Regions from separate parts of the Mus musculus genome. Here regions 2 and 3 are each linked to region 1. The links are chromatin contacts, called in public promoter capture Hi-C maps. All regions are on one chromosome and are shown on one strand. Each heading gives the region's core, a stretch centred on a gene start, on an enhancer-like site or on the middle of the called end of the contact. The rest is flanking DNA. Distances are from core to core; before and after follow the strand shown.

Region 1 (4,257 bases), core at 1,057-3,556:
AAAAATTGAGTGAACCAAGAGAGAGAATATTTGAGCCTTATATCTTAAATTCTCAGTAAGCGAGCGCGCAAGCACGCGCACACACACACACACACAGATGTATATCAGAGCAATAGAATTTGCGTTTTGGCTCACTTCTAAGCTGAAACACTGAGTTCAATACATATGGCAGAACAGAACAGACTCCAAATGGTCATCTGACCTCCATAAATGTGTGCAAGGCACACACATTACAAAGAATCCACAAAAAAAATTACAGGTCCAAACCTATAATCCTACCACTTGTGACTTAGAGACGGGATGATCAGGAGTCAAGGTCACCCTCAGCTACATAAAGAGCTAGAGGCCAGTCGAGAGCATAGAAGTCAAAAACAATTAAAAAAATTACACATCATGTAAGCAAAATAAGGGGAATTATAAAGATATTACCCACAACTATTAAAATAAAAAAGGTGTATATCGGGGGCTGGAGAGATGGCTCAGTGGTTAAGAGCGCCGACTGCTCTTCCGAGAAAGTCCTGAGCTCAAATCCCAGCAACCACATGGTGGCTCACAACCATCCATAATGAGATCTGATGCCCTCTTCTCATGTGTCTGAAGACAGCTAGCTACAGTGTACTTACATATAATAAAGACATCTTTAAAAAAAAGTTGTATATGTTGGAAGATAATAACCAGAAAAATTACAGATACCATATATACACTAAAAAGATAATTTAAGGCTGGGTGGTGGTGGCACACACTTTTAATCCCAGCACTTGGGAGGCAGAGGCAGGTGGATTTCTGAGTTCAAGGTCAGCTTGGTCTACAGAATGAGTTTCAAGACAGCCAGGGCTACACAGAGAAACCCTGTCTCGAAAAAGAAAAAAAAACTCCATGAAGATTTCAAATTCCAATAAATTTGATAAACCGAATGAAGTAGAGAATACATTTCTTGATAGATATTACCAAAGCAAAATCTGTTATAGTTCTGGGAATGCTGTCCCCCCCCCCCCCCCACTTCTTTTTTTCCACTTTGGACAGTTTCTCTGTGTAGCTTTGGCTTCCTGGAACTCACTCTGTAGACTAGGTTGGCCTCAAACTAACTCCTGAGTGCTGGGATTAAAGACGTGTCCCACCATGGCTCAGCAAATGTTGTCTCCTTTTATAAATATGGAGATATACAAAGAACTAACTTTATTAACTCCCAAAAAATACATAGGCATATGAGTTAAAACCTGCAAGGCCCGAGGAGTAGCTCACTTGGTAAGACGCTTGTCTTGTAAGCAGGGACAAGCAGAAAGAAGCTGGGTCCCCTGTCACTTGCTTGTAATTGTAACCCCAGTATTGTTGAGAATGCAAGGCCAGCCTGAGTTACTTAGTGAGTTCCAGACCAGCCTGATCTTGGGTGGAATTTTATTTCCAGAATAAAATTAAAATAGGGGCTAAGGAGATGGCTCAGAGGTTAAAAGAGGGCACAGGGTTCTTCTAGAGGCCGAAACTCTGTTCCCAGCACCCACATCTGCCTGTCACCGGTGTATTTTTCGCTGTCCCCCACCCCACCCCCGCCAGGTACTGAGCATCCAAGATCACTAAGTTCTAGTGTAGACCCAGTCACCCTCGGGCTCGCCGCCTTCCGCACTCGGTTCCTGGGGCAGGTGGGTGGGCGACTTAGGGGAGCCGCTGCGTGGGGCGCTAAGAGGAGGCGGCTCGGGGCCCTGAGGAGAGGGGCGGGTCTGTGCTTGCTGAGGTGAGGCCATCTGAAGGGAGCGGGCTGAGGAGACCGGGCGGGCTGGAGGTCTGAGGAGAGGAGCGGGGCTAGCCTGAGGGGGTGGCGCCTGCGCGCAGCGGGGGGCTCAGTATGGCTGGGGTTCGAACTCGGGCGCCTTCCTCAGCAGCGCAGCGAACAGGAACCCCGCGAGGGCTGGACGCGGCGTCCACGGAGCCTGGAGCCCGGAGCCCGGGCCGGCCTGCCGGCGACTTCCAGGGAACCGTCACGCCCAACTCGCCGCCCGCCCGCCCGCCCGGAGGAGGCCGCCCCGCACCAGCCCGCCCGCCCGCGGGCCGCGCTGCACGACGGGCGGACGCCCCGGAGCCCGGACGGCGGCCACACTCACCTGCACCAAGCAGTGGCCCTGCGCGTCCTGCTGGGCGTCGGGCAGGACGAGGGCCCGCGGCCACAGCAACGGATGCAAGAAATGGACCATGACGCCGACGCCGCCCACGCGAGCCCGGCCGCCGACGTCGCGCCCCGGCGCCCCGGAGGAGAGCGCAGGAAGGTCGCCCGGCACGGGAGGAGAGCTCAGGAAGGTCGGCCGGCGTTTGAATGGCCGCCCCACGCCGCGCACAGGTCCGCCGCGACCCCGCCCCCGCCGCACGCCCAATGGTCCTCGCTCTCCAGCCTCAGCCACCCAACTCCTATTCACTCCTCGGAGGCCGAGCGCCCTGAGACCCACGCTGCCGAGGGCGTTCGCATAGCACGCACAGCGTTCCTCATTGTACATTTTTATTTTGTTTCTTCTTTTTATGGGGGGGTATTTTGTGGGGGGGGGGTGTTTTTTTGTTTGTTTGTTTTTTGTTTGGTTGGTTTTGGTTTTGAAATAAGGTTTCTCTGTGTAGCCCTGGCTGGTCCTAGAACTCCAAGTTCATAGACGTCCACCGGCCTCTGCCTCCAAAGTACTGGTATTAAAGAAGTAGCCACCCACCAGGGCTTGATTTTTTTTTTTTTTTTTTTTTTTGAGTTAGATAAGGAATCTAGAGCGCATTGTAGGCCAGGGCTCTACCACGTGCCAGATTTTTAAGTGCTTTAAACAAATTAAAAAGCATTTTCAAAGGCTTTGCCCCAGATACCAGTCACGTTTTGACTCCTTGATGAGGATTAACGGTACAAAATATTTCTAGAGGCTGCTAACCTGGTTGGAAGGGGACAGAGTGCAGTGTTAACGTCTGCTTACACACACGACACGCACACACAATAAAATTTCAAAAACAAAACACAGCACCTATTTTTATAAGAGCACAGGGAAGTGGAAACAGGATCAAAGGTTGAAGGTTTTCTTCTGAAAACTAGTTTGAAACTAACCTCAGCCCCCATTACTTTAAGACCATCTTATTTAACATACAACTATTGCTCGGATCCAGGCCAATGCTGTTAAGAGACCTAGACAGACAGGTGAAAGGCAGAGACAGAGAGCCCAATCTCTTGGATTGCTGGGGGTATCTGAAGCCTAATTTTTATCAACTACATGTAAGATCAGGTGAGAGCACACAGGCAGAAACCAGGATTGCTAAAGATAAGGTTTGTACTCAGGCACTTCCCAGGCTCGTGCTAGATGAAGGAATTCAAATGTTAAAATTAGTTTTCAAGAACAAAGGACCAGGCTACGCTTCCCTCAGCGGTCTGTTTTCTTGTTCACCAGCCTGGAATTTGCATTATAGCTGAAGATGACCTTGAACTGATTCTTCCACTTCCACCTCCCAAGGTGCAAGGTGAGTTGTATACAGCTGTCCTTGAAAGTAACTACAAAGCTAGCGATGCGGGGGCGTGGCTGCTAGCCATGTGGGGGCGTGGCTGTTAGACCACTCACTCCGCACACTGCAAGAACAGAATTTTAGGAATGAGAACAAGCCATTGCGGAAACTGAAGGTTAGAAGTAAGAGCCAGGATGAAGGGATTTTACCTGGGAAAGCATGGGCCTTTGATCCCAGCACTCGAGGGAGGCAGAGGCAGATTGAACTCTGTGAGTTCTGGACTGGGTAGGGCCAAAATAAATCAAAGACTCATTATTCAAATTTGTGATTTAAGTTGGCATGGCGGTGGTGAACGTCTGCAATCTCAGAATTTGGGAGACACAAGAGTCAGGAGTGCTGGCCCAAAACCTAAATATATCGCATTTGAAAGACTGTCTGGATTTCTGTTCTTAAAGTTTATTTTACAGTTATATATGTGTATGTTATGTCTTTTGTTTGTGGCAGGGTTTTGTTACTGCTGGTGTGTGTGTGTGTCTATGTCTGTGTGTGTGTATGTGTCTATGTCTGTGTGTGTGTCTTTGTGTCCTGCATACACAGTAGGACCTGGGGGTCAAATTCAGGTTGTGAGGTAAATGCAGCCAGTGTTTTACCCACTGAAACCCCAGGACTTTATTCTGACATTGTTTTTCTATTTATTGTTGGTCATTTAAAAAGTAAACAGCCAGGTGTAGTGGTGCACGCCTTTAATCCTAGCACTTGCAAGGCAGAAGCAGGTGGATTTCTGAGTTCGAGGCCAGCCTGGTCTAC
Region 2 (4,257 bases), core at 465-2,964, 660 kb after region 1:
TTTGAAAGGGTTGTTTTACATGTTATCTCATTGTTCCTGTGAAGAATGGGCAACTCGTTATTCATGTTACCCAGTTTGAAATGAGGAAAGGAAACTAGGCCTTATGGGAGTAAGTTCTGCATAGGGTGTTTGGTCTTAAGACCAGAAGTTCTAGGTGAGTAGGAGGGTCAGGTGTGGCTGTAGGTGTTAATGACACAGTCAACATGTAAAGCAGAGGCAAAGGGATGAGGGTCAGGAGACCCCCATATGCAACTGAAGTCACCAGAAGGATGGCGGAGCAGCAGCTAGTGAAGGGGCTGGTACCCCAGGAACTCCTCAGAGCACGAGGAACAGTGTGGAGGAGCCATAGGCTGTGATATGGCTCGCGGGCAAAGGAGAGCAAATCTTTGTATGAGGGTGGGCGTGACAATGCTGCCCACCTCCTGGTGTTATGATACATGGAGGTTAAGAAAATGAAGAGCCTTTCTGCAGAGGGCTACCATGGAAGCAGTGTCCCGGGGGAGGATAAGGTTTCGGTAAAGATAAAGAGGTAACCTGAGCATTCTAAAGATGCAGAGGGTGGAACCAGGGTTCTAGAGGGAGCACAGGGGAAGCTGAAAGTCAAATGGGCAGCGCGGACCTGACTAAAGGGGCTGATAAGCAGCTCTAGCGAACATTGTAAGGATTAGGACTCTGATGCTGAGGCAGAGAGGCTGGAAAGAAACATCTTAGACAAGTCATAACGGAACTGAGAAAAATCTGGACTTCTTATCTGACTCGTACTTCTATGACCTGGGGTGGGGATGACTATAGAAAAGAACAAAGAGGAGCTGGAGCGATGGCTCAGTGGGTAAGAGCACTGGCTGGTCTTCCAGAGGACCTGGGTTCAAATCCTAGCACTCACATGACAGCTCACAATTGTCTGTAACTCCAGTTCCAGGGATCCTACACCCTCACACAGACATCCGCGCAGGCAAAATACCAATGCACATGAAATAAAAAATCATTAAAAGGAAGAAAGAAAAGAATAATAACTCCAGACCCAAATGTCAGGCCAGTGACCTCAGGACAATGGAAGGTGAAATCCATATAAGAATTTGAAGGTGACCTACCACTCCTGGAAGATCTGGGGTCTGCTAAGGCTCAGACAAGAACATTTACCACTCCAGTTGGCAAACTCCATGCTACTGCTGGTCATGGAGAAGCAGTGAGTGTTATCTTAACAAGGTCGAAATCATTTCAAAAGGTTCCTCAGGTCACTGGTATAGAGGCTGGAAAGAAGGCAGGAATTAGAATTCTTGCATTAGTCCCATGAGTCCTGAACCAGGATACTTTATGCAGAGAAAAGGAAACCTAGAAGAAGATTGGATTTGTTCAGATGGGATTACCAGTCTCAGACGACAAGGACCATGAAGAGGTGATGAGTGGGGCAGACGGTGATAGCCAGCTTCCTAGCTCATTTTTCACTTGTGGACAGGTTGTGCTCCCTCCTTGAGAGTTTATGAGAATGGAGTAAAGCATTTGGAAAGAGCAAAACTTGACGCCATCATCATCTACATTATCACCAAAGACCTCTGAGCACCCTGTAGGTGCAAACTATAGAATGTGGGCAGATTATAAAAGTCACCCAGATATATAGGGTGTAAGGCTCCCAAGAAATTGTAGGTTCCTTACACCAGCCCAGAACGCAGGGGCGGGGCGGATCTTACATGGGTTCCGCCCAGGGGCGGGGCTTGGACCCAGCGGGAACCCAACCCATCTTCAGCCAGAGCCTCAGCCCTCCGTAGCCGAGGTGGGAACCAGACCCGCCTCGCCTGCCTCTCACCCACTATCGCCAAGTGCAACAGTCCGGCTGCACTGTCCGTGAGCCAGCTCTTATCCGAGGTAAGGGGCGCGGCCTCGACCGGGCTCCGCACTGCCTGGGAGCCGGGGACCGAGTGCAAGGCAGCCTAGGGGACTCAGAGAGGGGCTGCGAGAGGCCGCCAGGGACCCGCACCGCAGCAAAGCAGGAGTGCTGGCTCGCACTCCGCACAGGTCCGCCGGGAAGCAGCGACCATTGGGGCTGGGGGCAGATGAGCAGCTACTACAGGCAGTAAGGGGTGGCTGGGTACATCTTAGGGCAGCAGAGGGATGCTGAAAGGATGGAGGGGAGGCAGGCGAAAGGGGGCGTGAAGGCGGAGAGCTGGGTGGGCTCGAGGGGCTTTGAGACGAGCAGAAGAGCAAGGGCTGAAAGGAAGGGGCGCAGAGCAGGAACGGGTGTCTGGTGGGATTGAGAACTTCCGGGACGTGAGTGTGGTTAGCTGGGAGTGAAAGGGTGTAGAACCGAGCCCCGCTGGTACCCGCGAAGGGGTCTCAAGGGATGGAGACATAGGGTTGGGGCTTGGAGGGGATGAGCTTGGAAGAAGGGAAATGTGGGGAGCCAGCTGAGTCTACTCCGCCCCGCAGAAAGGGGCGGGAACTAGGTAGGGGAGTGGGTCTTGACCCTGCTTGTGGGCGAGGGACACCTAAGTTCTGGTCAGGATGGAGGAAATGGCGCTGGAATGGAGCAGGGTCTTGTAGCTGGAAGCAGAGAAACCTTGAGGGAACTTGGAGAGTGAAATTGCAGGGATGATGGGTGTGAGGTGAGGGTTGAGTACAACCTTGGCACTAGCCGAGTCTTGGCTCCTGACAGCATGAGGACAGCAAACACTGGACAAGACTACAATGCCAACTGGAGCCATGGGCAAGAAGAGAATAGTGAACAGAAAAATTCATCCACATGCAATTCTATCTTGGTGTCAAATGTGGAAGAGACTTTGAGAGGGCAGGATGACAACCTCTAGAAGCCAAAAGAGGTGTGGAGTGAAAGTGGATTTCTCCATCCCACCTTCCCAGAATCCACAGGAAAGCTGTAGACTGTAAACGAAATAAGTGAGTGTGTGTGTGTGTGTGCGTGCGCGCGCACGCGTGTGTGTGTGTGTGTGTGTGTGTGTGTGTGTGTTTGTGTGTGTGTGTGCGCCCTCATGCAAGCAGATAGAGCACATCCCTTCTGCATCCCCAAACAGAAGAAGAGGAGTGTGCTTGCTTCGCAGATATGAGGACCTAGATTCACATCCTCAGTGTGGAAGAGGCTGCCATCATCTCTGTGCCTGTAACTCTAGCTGTAGGGACAGAGACATGGTGAACCCCTGGAGCTTGAAATGTGACGGTCTCAAACAAACAAACAAACGAACAAATAGGCTGGGCTGGAGAGATGGCTGGAGAGATGGCTCATCATTCAGGAGCACTTGTTGCTCTTGTAGACAAGGGTTCAGTTCTCAGGAGCAGCATGTGGTTCACAACCACCCTACCTGCAGTTCTGGGGGGAATCTGACTCCCTCTTCTGACCCTTACAGGCACCAGGCACTAGTGTGGTGTGTGTACATACAGAAACGTAGGCAAGACATTCATACACATTAAAAACAACTAAGTCTAAAGGAATAAAAAAATAAGAAAGGGAGCAAAAGAGGAAGCTGCCCAGTGCCCTCCATTAGCCTCGGCATTGATCCCTGCTCCATCTCTGTGAGTTCACAGAGCACCTGGCGTGGTGTAAGTGTGCAGTGCCTATGGATTGAGTGGGAAACAGCATGGTGGTTGTAAGAATCAGGGAGAATTATGTGGGCTGACAAGAGTTCTGTAAACTCTAGAGCACTGCTCCAGAGAAGCCACGGTGGCTGTGCAGGGGTGGCTGTGTCATGGCATCCTTGACTCCCAGCTTCCAATCAGAAGGAAGGAAGCCAACATGTATCCAGTCTTGGTTGTGTCTCAGAAGCACACATGTGCACAGGGTAAAAGTGCCTCTGTCCATACACCACACACACACCACCTACACCACACACACATGCATACACATACACACACCACATACACATGCACACACACACACACACCACATGCATACACACCACACACATGCATACACACATCCATACACACCACACACACATGCATATACCACATATACACACCACATACACCACACACACATGCATACACACACACACATACACACACACCACCTACACCACACACACCACACACACATGCATACACACCACCTACACCACACACACCACATACACATGCATACACATACACACACCACATACACATGCACACACACACCACATGCATACACACCACACACACATGCATACACACCACACATATGCATACACACCACACACATGCATACACACATCCATACACACCACACACACATGCATATACCACATATACCACACACACCACACACACATC
Region 3 (4,257 bases), core at 738-3,237, 560 kb after region 1:
GATTTAGGGGACCAGGAATAGAATATTTTAATCAGTACCCCCAATTCTAACATTGGTCTTTAGAGACACACTGAGAAAAGAATTCGACTTTTAAAACCTAAGTTAACCAACATACTAATCAAGCCAATGTTTTACAGTTAAAAATGCTTACACAAGATCTGACAAAGGCAAGGCTACAACACTAACACAATGGGTCCTCAAAATTCATCAACATGATGACCCCCTTAGACCTCAGGAGATTCCCACGCTCTGTAGGAAGGTTAAGTCAGGAGTCTTACAGGTAACTATGCATATTAACTGATGGCTCTAACTCTGATAATTAGTAACATATTTTATAAATTTTAAACAAATGTCTGGCTGTAAAGTGGACCAGTCAGGCATTCTTAATTTAATTCCAAAATATAATAATAATTTTATAAATCAGTACACTCTCACTGTAAACTTTGAATGACCATCAAAACATATGACATTACTAGTAATCTCTCTCCAGTTATTAAGTACATATTGAAAGCCAATATAGTACCTCTCTGCGTATCCAAATTTTCTACTATATATACATATTTTCATGCATTGACGTTCTAGATGTACATATAAGTCCTATATAGTAGAAAAATGAGAATAACCTGTAATCACATTTATCATAAACAAGAAGCACCCAATATCTGACGTGTAATGTCAAACTACAATCACTAACTTTTTTTTACATCCTTACCAGAACAAAACAAATCATTTTTCTTGTACAACTGAGTTTATATCCCATTTTCGGCATGTCCTTGCAATTAGGGTAATTAGTATGATTTAAAATCTTCTTGCCATCCGTTCTCTATTTGAGTAAAACATTTTTGTACCAAGGACTGGGGCATTAAAACATTTCCTGTCTCTCTAAAGGTGGAAAAGACATCTTCCTAAAAGATTTTTTTTTTCTTTTTTTAACTGTGAGTAGCTAGGAAACTTAGCATAGCAAAGATGGGATGGGGCTTTCTCCAAAGCAGACCTCGCTCAGAGACAAGATGTAACATAAGGAGGAAAGGATGAGCTAGCGGCAGGTGATGAAATTTCACCTCAAAAAAGGACGCAAAAGGCTGTGTCTCCAGCAAGGGAGGCGTGAATGCTACTCCTGGAGTACCAGGGGCTCCGAGTGCCCCGCACTCTCTGCACCTCAATACTCACCACTCCCCACCCAGGGGGTGGCTCCGCAGGACTCAGTACGCGGAGCAGGCAAGCCAAAGCTGTTTGCAAACAAGCGTCCTCTGCCTCCCTCCGGGATGTGCTCGAAGGGCCCTGGGAAGGAAGGCACGCTCGGCCCCGCCCGGGACAAACGCGAAGGGCACCGGTGCGGCCGCCAGCCCGATCTTCACGTACCCGGCCGCGCCGGAACCCAGGCCCGGCTAAGGGCTTCCCGGCGACTCGGGGCCTAGTCGCCCCCCGCACGCCTTCAATCTCCCGGGGACCCACGGAGAAAGGGCCGAGGCCCCAGAGCTCCGGGGTGCCCGCGGCGGCCGCACTGGCAGGACGCTCCGTCCGCCCGGCCCAATAGCTGGCGCCAGGACCCCTGGGCGGCGCAAGCAGACGAGCCCCGAACCGCAGCGCGCCACACTCACCGCCTCTCCATGGCCCGGGGGTCGTCACTCAGCCGAGAGCCTCGTCCTCAGCGGGGCTCCGCCGCGAAGCCTCGCACTCCTGAGGGGGCTGCGGTCTCAGCGGCCGGGACTGAGGCCCAGCGCCCCTCCAGCCGCCTCAGCCACGCGGGTCCGGGAAAGCGCGGCCGAGCGCGGCCGAGCGCGGCCGGGGGCGCAGCTTACGGCGGGACAACCGAGGCGATGCAGGCAGACGGGCTCGGCGAAGCCTCGGGCGCCGCCGCGGTGGCCGCTTCAGCCGCCCGCGCCGCTGGGCCACAGCGCCCCCTGGACCCCACGTCCCGCTACGGCGCCGGGACTGCGGCGGCCGCACCGGGCACGAGCGGCAGGGAACGCGAGGCAGCGCGGCCTGGGGGTGGCGGGGCCCCGTGCGCCCTGCGCCGCCCGCGGCCCGTGGCCCGCCCCTGACGCGGCTTCCCGGGAGCCGGAAGCTGTCGGCTCCCCCCACACCCCACCCCCGTCAGACCCCAGCACCTTTTTCTTCCCTCCAAGAAGGTATGTGAATGCTTTCGTCACTCGTCTCCGAGAGCGGGAATGTGAGGGAATCTCGGTTCATTTCTCGTGGAGACAGGGGGTCCCTTTTAATTCCCTCAGTGCGTCAGTATGAAAGGAGCGTGACCCAGAACAAATCCCTTTTTTCTTTTCCTAAGCACATGCACAATCCCTTCCCAAAGCAGATAAAGGAATCATCTTTGACCTCAACTTTTTTGGAGCTACTGTGCAGATTCACTACAGAAATGTGCTATAGAATTCCTTAAACCCTATCCTTACCTACAAAGTAGGGGGGAGAAAACAAAAAACAAACAAACAAAACAAAACAAAATTTAAAAAACGCTGACAAAGAGAAGAGAATAACCAACGGGTTGTCCTGAAACCGATAAACAACTTAAAGGTAAGAAAAGACTCATCCTTTTACTAACTTAACCCTGGCCACCACCTCTACCACTTCTGGGTCACCCACCCCTTATCAAATCCTAGATAAAAACTCTGAAAGAAGGAAATTGTTGTGGTTATATTAAAGGCTATGCAGTCATTTTGTTTACAAATGCCTCCTGTTTGATCTTGCCCAGCCTCTAGGATGCTAACATAACGTCACAACTAAAGACTGTCAGAAGGGAAATAGGAAAAAGAAAAAAAAAATTTTAAATCCCCTGGTCCCTCAAATTCCCAAATACTGTGTTTGTTTGGTTGGTTGGTTGGTTGGTTTTGTTTCTGGGAGCTATACTGGAACAAGCAAGGACTTTGGTGTCAGGCAGATCCTGATGCCACTGGTTCCAGTTACATCATGTAGAGTTTTATGACCCTGGCAAGTTATGTAATATTTTTGAACCTCTGTTTTCTCCTGCCTGCCTAGCTGGTTGTGAAGGTTGGGGATGGAAGGACGGGCCTATAGTTCCAATTTTTGTTAATTCCAGAACACCCTAACACTTACTTAGTCATTCTTAATCTGGAGATTGTGCCCATCTGTGTGTGTTTATCCCACCACACTCCCCAACCCCGCTCGTGTGTGTCTGTGTGTGTGTGTGTGTGTGTGTGTGTGCGTGTGCGCGTGTGTGTGTGTGTGTGTGTGTGTGTGTGTGTGTGTGTGTTCCTATCAAAAGGTCATTCTCATCATCCTGGTCTAAGTGAAATTTCCCTGAATTTCACTCGTGCATTTATGTAACATCCTCCTCTGAAGAGGAGAACCTAGTACACTGGATCCTTTGACATTCTACAGCACAGCAGATATCAAAATAGAACCAGCACATTTTTCCTGCATGAAAATATTATAAAATATTATAAGCAATCTTGCCTTACCTTAGATTATGGGATAATAGTAACAAGACATGGGGAAATTACATAAGGAGTCCAGGAGCTGTTCAAGTAATAATTGAGCAGCCACCCAGAGAAAAATATAACCTAGCAGTTCTTTTCTCATCAATGAAAGCTGTTCCTGTACAGTCCCAAGTCTGCCTTTGCCACTTATCTCTGAGTCACATTACACACACACACACACACACACACACACACACACACACACACAATCACTATCCCCTTTTTGTAACGACAGAAACCAGCTCGGAGGAAATGGTGATTCATCCTCACAGCATCTCTAAGAACTCAGTACTTCGGCACCACCACCAAGGGGCATCCAACCGAGAGAAAAGCCGCAAGGAGTCCCTATAACCTAGGGTCTCCTGTCTGATAGCAGTCTTTTCTACAGTAACAAGAGAACACTGTTAGAGTGAGTTGCTATTGATACCATTTGTGCTTTAGCATGGGCCCTTTAATTTCCATCAGTTTGGCTCCCTGACATGACATTGGCACTGTCCTTTCCAATCCAAGCTCACTGCCACTGCAGAAAACCTACATTTGTTTGTGAATAATCAGGACGTCTAGGGTGTAGCTACAGCATGAAGATGATTCATTTGTTCCCAGGACCAGTTTCTTCTTGCCTCACACGTTCTTCCCTTCTATTCAAACTCTTGCTGAGGGAAGCTGCTTGATAGTAACTTGCTTAAAATCGTTCTGTCATATGCTGGCCAGATGGCTCAGTGGGTAAAGGGCCACACCTAGTGATCTGAGTTTTATCTCTGGAACCCCAAGATAGAAGGAGAGAACCAACTACCCAGGAGGCATG

The links. Promoter capture Hi-C pulls out the DNA fragments that hold promoters and counts their contacts.
Region 2: a contact with region 1 is called in a promoter capture Hi-C map of pre-B cells, with 3 times the contacts expected there. The contact joins the promoter of Rab3b here to the promoter of Zyg11a in region 1. A contact is called at or near these places in 2 of 39 promoter capture datasets (hematopoietic stem and progenitor cells and pre-B cells).
Region 3: a promoter capture Hi-C map of stem cell-derived epiblast-like cells shows a contact between it and region 1, with 2.8 times the contacts expected there. The contact joins the promoter of Zfyve9 here to the promoter of Zyg11a in region 1. A contact is called at or near these places in 5 of 39 promoter capture datasets (the C10 cell line, cranial neural crest, hematopoietic stem and progenitor cells and 2 more) and 1 of 9 other capture datasets (pancreatic islet).

The regions. Positions count from the first base shown.
Region 1 is chr4:108,215,737-108,219,993 of GRCm38.p6, forward strand. Zyg11a (zyg-11 family member A, cell cycle regulator) reads right to left here and starts at 2,307. Exons shown (of 14, transcript NM_001167936.3): 1 at 2,097-2,307. The coding sequence starts at 2,186.
Region 2 is chr4:108,877,356-108,881,612 of GRCm38.p6, forward strand. Rab3b (RAB3B, member RAS oncogene family) reads left to right here and starts at 1,715. Exons shown (of 5, transcript NM_023537.5): 1 at 1,715-1,863.
Region 3 is chr4:108,778,852-108,783,108 of GRCm38.p6, forward strand. Zfyve9 (zinc finger, FYVE domain containing 9) reads right to left here and starts at 1,988. Exons shown (of 19, transcript NM_001384118.1): 1 at 1,602-1,988.